Regions from separate parts of the Mus musculus genome. Here region 1 is linked to region 2. A link is a contact called in public promoter capture Hi-C data. All regions are on one chromosome and are shown on one strand. The core of a region is the stretch at or near the end of the contact, and the rest is flanking DNA. Distances in the headings are between cores, read along the strand shown. Region 1 holds the start of A130010J15Rik (RIKEN cDNA A130010J15 gene). Region 2 holds the start of A430105J06Rik (a long non-coding RNA gene).

Evidence for each region. Promoter capture Hi-C pulls out the DNA fragments that hold promoters and counts their contacts.
Region 1: a promoter capture Hi-C map of pre-B cells shows a contact between it and region 2, with 5 times the contacts expected there. The contact joins the promoter of A130010J15Rik here to the promoter of A430105J06Rik in region 2.

Annotation. Positions count from the first base shown.
Region 1 is chr1:193,172,192-193,175,318 of GRCm38.p6, forward strand. A130010J15Rik (RIKEN cDNA A130010J15 gene) reads left to right here and starts at 1,386. Exons shown (of 2, transcript NM_181048.3): 1 at 1,386-1,589; 2 at 2,054-3,127. The coding sequence starts at 2,151. The coding sequence ends at 2,942.
Region 2 is chr1:186,747,005-186,750,120 of GRCm38.p6, forward strand. A430105J06Rik (a long non-coding RNA gene) reads left to right here and starts at 1,819. Exons shown (of 2, transcript XR_003948551.1): 1 at 1,819-2,820. Rrp15 (ribosomal RNA processing 15 homolog (S. cerevisiae)) reads right to left here and starts at 2,354. Exons shown (of 5, transcript NM_026041.2): 1 at 2,160-2,354. The coding sequence starts at 2,304.

The DNA.
Region 1 (3,127 bases), core at 136-2,635, 6.4 Mb after region 2:
GCACCACTGTAAAACCTCCAGTCTGGGTCTCCATTTTGCTGCCCATAACTTGGGGCCATTTGTCCAGGCTAGAGTTTTCTTAAGATTTCCTTCACAGAAGATATAGGCAAATTCCTTATGTCAACATTTGACCTTCCTATCTGCTGTAAGACTTCTCTGGAGAAAGGAACAAGGCACTTTCTAAGGTCCTAATGGCAGATGAGGGTACAGTTCCACCGAAGTTCAATCTGGGGTACCAAGGAGTCCATTAGGTTTACTTACAAAGCAGTGGGTCAGAGGTTATGGTCAGGGGCATGGGTGGCCTTGAAGCGGCCAGTAAGGATGTTAACTCACCTTTGGCTTCCTAGATGGTGTTCCCCTCCTTAGTTTTGCCCATCCTCCTTGAGGTATAGATAACTCCTTGAGGTATCATTCAATTAGGGTAGACTCTAACCTCAGAACTTCCGAGGCTGAGGCAGGAGGATTGTCATGTTTGAGGAATACATAGCAAGACATTGTCTCAACAAACAAATCCCCACCACAACAGTGTGGCTGTAGAGATGAGACCTGCTTTTTCTCCCAAAGATTTGAATTCCGTTCCCAAAGCCCGTGTTAGGCAGCTCACAATATTTTTAACTTATTCAGCTCCAGGTGACCCTACTCCCTTTTCTGGCTTCCTGGGCACCTGCACAAACTTATGAATGGAAATAAAAATCAATCTTTTAAAATAAGATGATCAGCAAACTGGACTCTCGGGCTTTGAGCTCCATGAAGAAGGTACAATGCAGTACCTCGGCACACTGAGAGTGAATACTCAGGCTGCAGACATACAGTTAGTAGTGTTTGGCACGCGTGAATTCCAGAGCTCAATCCCCAACGCGGCATAAACCAGAGAACGAGAAGTCCCGTTCCGGGCCAGCCCCTGCAACACATAGTACAACAGTACTGGCTCAGCAGTTAATGGCACTTGCTCAGCAGGCTGGCTTCCTGAGTTCAGTACCTCGGACCCTCTTACAAGGTGGAAGCGAGAGCTGACAGGGCGCCATTGTGCACGCCCACACAATAAGGCGATTTTTAAAAAAGGAGTGAATATGCATGGCCTTGGCATACCTGTCAAGTTCAGAATTTAGGTACATTAAAAAAATAATAATACAAAATAAAGCTTTACAGCATTGCCCACAGGAGAGGTGTCCCTTATTCCGCGGACTGACAACTGGCGGTCCCAGCGGCTTCTCCCCCACTTCCACTTCCGCCTCGCAAGGCCCGCCCGCAGGGGCTCTACCGGAAGGGGCGGGTCTAAGGTGGCTTTACCTCCCACTCCGTCCGCAGCCTCTTCAAAGGTTCTGGCTTGCGTTTGCTTTTCAAATGACGTCACGGAAAGGCGGAGTAAGCCAGTGCGCATGCACGTCAGGCTGTCTTTCCCTGGGCTTCTGCACACACTGTCGGGTTTTCACAGTACCGAGTGTGGGGCGTGGGAGGGCACTACGCCGCTGGCGGGCAGGCGGAAGGGCTTCCTGCGCCCCCGAACCTGCGGCGGAAATGCTAGCCGAGTGTCTTGAGGCAGAGCGCTTCCTTTTGTAACTAGTCTACCACCGCGTAGGCACGTGTGGGTAGGTGTGGCGGTGGGAGCGTGCCTTCCTAGAAGGGAAGAGGGTCCAGCAAGTGTTAAACTGGCTCGTGCCCCAGTTCTAGCGGCTTCTCTTACCTGAGTGTCGCAGGGTGAGGCGGTGATTACTCCGCGTTGTAGCTTATGCTGGTTTGATCAGGCTGCTGTGAGCGCTCTGTGGAGATCTGTCTGAGGAGCTGGCAATGGAGAGCTTACAGGCGCTGAAGTTTAGAGCCCAGAGTTCTGTCCCAGTTGGACAGTTTTGGGAGAAGTGGTAACTTTTGCTGTAAGGTTTGAATCCCAGAGCATAAATTGCACCAGGTAAAAGTTAGAATCGAAGCCAGAGACAATGTAAATGTGACTAGAAGGACGATTTCGTAAACTTAAGTCTGCCAGAGAAATGGGGTGCAGCATTGGTGACCCCATCTTGACAGTATTAACGATTTCCCCCTACCATATTGTTTCTAGGATCTTTCTCAAGTGCTGGGAGCTGAACTGTGTGTGGCCCAGGGAAAGGAACTGTGGCTAGCTAAGGAGGCCATATGTCATGTAACTTCCAGATCTTATGTCAACACCAAGCCCTCAGCTGCTGGTGGCAGCTGCTCAGCAGACTCTGGGCATGGGCAAGAGAAAATGCCCACCTCGAGCTACCTGCCTTCACCTGGCAGGAGAGGTGCTGGCTGTGGCCCGCGGGCTGAAGCCAGCTGTACTCTATGATTGCAACTCTGCAGGAGTATTGGCGCTCCAAAGTTATCTGGAGGAACTACAGGGGCTGGGCTTCCTGGAGCCAGGACTTCACATTCTTGAGATTGGAGAGAATAACTTTATTGTCAGTCCTGAGTATGCCTGTCAGCATTTGGAACAGACACTGCTTGGTACTGTAGCTTTCGTGGACGTTTCCCGCTCCCAACCTCATCCTTCTGTCCGGTCGGTGGACCAGCTCCCGGACTTGAAATCTCTCATAGCTGACGTCATCACACGTTTTCGAGGACTTAAGAAAGATGTGTCTCAGGGAGTCTCCTACACCAGGCTACATTCCTCAGACTGGAATCTCTGCACTGTATTTGGGATACTCCTGGGATATCCAGTCTCTTACACATTTGACCTGAACCGTGAAGATGACAACTGCTTAACCATGACTCCCCTGCGGGTGTTTACTGCCCGGATTTCGTGGCTGCCTGGTCAACCATCAATTCTGCTGTACTCCTTTAGTGTTCCAGAGAGTTTGTTCCCAGCCCTGAAAAACTTTCTAAGTGCCTGGGAGAAGGAACTCAGAACCCGATTTAGGGCTCAGAATGCCTTTGCTGACCTCAGCATCTCCTCTGAGGTGGTCACACTTCCTGCTGTGGCCCTCTGAGTTAACTCTGTCCGTTGAGAAGGTATCAATGAATGTCAATTACGATGAATGTTGTGCAGTCAATTGAACACGTGTGAATGGGGAGAGTCGTTGGCAGCAGTAGTATGATTTCAGTCTTTATATTAGGAGTTCCTAGGTCCTTAGCCGAGGTGTCTGTTTATTTTTCATTGAATGAGAGATGGAAA
Region 2 (3,116 bases), core at 569-3,068:
CTGTGGATTCTCTATTTGCAAGGTCACATATGTGGGTGGTATCATTAGTTTTGAACAATATAAATACTTCCCGCACATGCCCTCACCCAGACACACTCCATCCTGACCATTTCTTGTGTTCACATCCTCTTGTAACTGTAACTCTAAGTCACTGCCTAGAGGGTTACTGTAACATAATAGAGTGCAAACATTCATTGGATGTTTCTATATTATATGTTTTCATTATATTCATTATATGTTTCTATATTATTCAAAAGCCTCCTTAACATATGATCTAAAGCTGAAGAAAACTTTAGACACCTAGTCAGTATTTGTGCTGAAAAGAACATTTTCCCTCGCAATTATCTAATATTGAGAAAAGAAATCCAATTTCCACCCAAATCCGAAAGCAGTGTTGATGTCTTACTTAAATGTAATAGTGTTTTTTTTTTCTTAGACAGTAATGCTTACAATTATTCAATTCAAAACTGTACCATAGGAGATAAAATGGCTGAGCAGGTAATGGCACCTGCTGCCAAACTCCTATAAGTCCTCAGACCTCCACATGTGGGTACACAGCAAATAAACCAATGCAGTAAAAACACCACCAGGACCAGAGCTTCTAATTCCTGCCCAACAGGTTGTTTTTTTAACCCCTCTGGTGAGGGCTGAGGACCTCAAAAGCTTAGTCAGCTGCTTCTTGGTCTTGAAGTCCAAGTGCACTCATTCGTTAACTTATGGACCCCTGAGTGACAGTTGTTGATCTAGGAACTGAGGTTCAAGTGTCTGCACACTTAGGGAACTTTCAAACAGCACAAACGCTTCACAAGATTTAAAACGTGGTGCTTTTAAAGTGAGCAGAGTGGGGCTGGAGAACATGTGCATGCATTGCTCTTCCACAGGAACAGTTTCTTCCTCAGCAGCCATTCAATCTCCTCTCACGCCCAGCGCACATACATACAACTTAAAAATAAATAAAGTAATAATAATAATAAAAGCGTCTAAAGAAAGCAAAGCATCAAGCCTCAAGTGAGAGTGACAGAAAAGGCTGCATTAGAAAAATAAGGGAAAATCTCTTTGACAAGTACTGGACCAGAGACTGAAGTCAATGAAAATGTAGGTGACATACAGGTGTTTCAGGAATACTGCAGGCAAAAGGCAGAGACCTCCAGAATGAGCAGCCAACATGAACAGAAAACAGCAGAGCAGCAAGTGACCAGACCTATCATGCAAGTTAAAAGCAAGTTAAAAATTCTGAATGTTACTCATGAACTAGTGGCTTCCCGTAGTAACTGAAGCCACATTCGCGGTTAACTGAAAGCATTAGCCACACCGAAGCAGTAAAGGAGTGTGGGAGCCAAATGCCTGAGCTTCCTAAGAAGCTCCTGCCAAGAAGTATGTTTAAAAGTAGCAGCCAACCCCAGCCACACAATGGGGAGACCTCCGGAGACTCACCTACCTTTCATTCTGAAACTGTATCAAACGTTACTTCAGTATCTCTCCTTTACCATTTCTTTAACTCTCTCTTTTCTAACTCCCAAAGGCTCACAATCCCCCCTGCACAGTAACAGTATTTCTTCTCTCTTGTGGCCTCTTGCTGCTGGCTCCCTGAGCCTATCCCACCCATTATTTCAATCGCGACCCTTCCTTTCACTTTGCTAGGGGTTCCAAATAGAAGCTCGCAACATTGCTCTTACAGCCGTTTCTATGATCTGCTAACAAACTGACTGGCTGTAAGTAAAAAGAGTCAAATCCTCCCAAAGATGCGAACATTTTGCAAGGTTCTCAATACCAGCTTTGGTTCTTCTGTGCCCAAACACTTAGCCTATGTTTTGATCTGCGACAACTAACCGTGTTTTTACTCCACTTCTAAGCGGGTACAGGACCTGCAAAAGGCCTGGGGTTATCGCCTGCCCATCTTTTGCTCTGCTCTTAATTTGTGTACTGCCTGTCATTATCTCTTCCTTTACTGTTAAGTTTCTGATTGGCACCGGCAGTTTCGCCCATCTCAGTAACAGCTGACTGAGTGGAAACACAAAATTAACCGTGACAGCGAGGAGCCTCGGAACAGCAGGGCTCCTCGCCCAACCTCACTCGCCCCACACACTCAACGGCAAGGAAACGCAACCCTAGCCATGGGAAGGAAGCTCAGCCGCCGAAGCTCCGCCAGGCCACATTACCTTCTCCATCAGAAGAGTCTTTGACCTCATCTTCTAGCTTCGACGCTGCAGCCTTGGCTACCATCTTCATCTTTTTCTTCTTCTTCGGAGAACGCTTCAGTATCTCCCCTGGGCTCACACGTGAGTCCTGAACGGCCGCAGCCATCTTGGCTCGCCGGAAGTGCCACCTGATAATTCCGTCGTGTTGCAACACACGGAACTTCCTCCTCTAGTTCCGGAACAGTTGTCCCGCCTGAAGTTCCGCTGTGGGAGCCTCGGGTAGGGACGGAGAGAGGACACGACCTACCGGTTTTCTCCGGCAGAGTCGGTTCCTGGCCTCACCCCGGCCCCTTCTGGGCGGCTGCTGCTGACTGCTCTCCTTTCCCTCCCCCAGAAGCTGGGTTCCGAGTTAGAAACCGCATTCCGAACCCACTGAATCGAGACTCTCCGAGAAGGAATGGATAACAAGGGAACAGCTACGGAATCAGAAAGCAAGCTCAACTCTTAACATGTTCTTGTGCTGGTTTGGCTTTTGTTCTGTTGTTGTTGTTGTTGTTGTTGTTGTTGGCTATTGTTCTGTTGTTGTTGTTGTTGTTGTTGTTGTTGTTTTTCCCCTAAGGACCAAGCACGGTGTTTTTGAATGGACGTTTCTGGATTTTGATAGATCTGAGAGGCTGCCCGGGTAAGGGGCGGTGGAATGAGCCATGTCCTAAATCCTCCCTAGCACCTGCCCTAAACTAAAGCAGCCTTGCAGTTAGTCCCAAGGTGGGGTTTGGGGGTGAGGGCGACAATAGGATTACCCTCCTAAATTAAACCTTTAAATCCTACCTAGTTCCTTCACTAATCTGCTAAACTCAGACTCCACCCTTCCTTCGAAGGACTACAAATGTAAGGAATCCCCTTGGTTTTGTGACTTGCTCTTGGATTCCCCACCATATTCCAGCCCCCACCCCAAAGCCCACCAGTGTTATTAAAGGA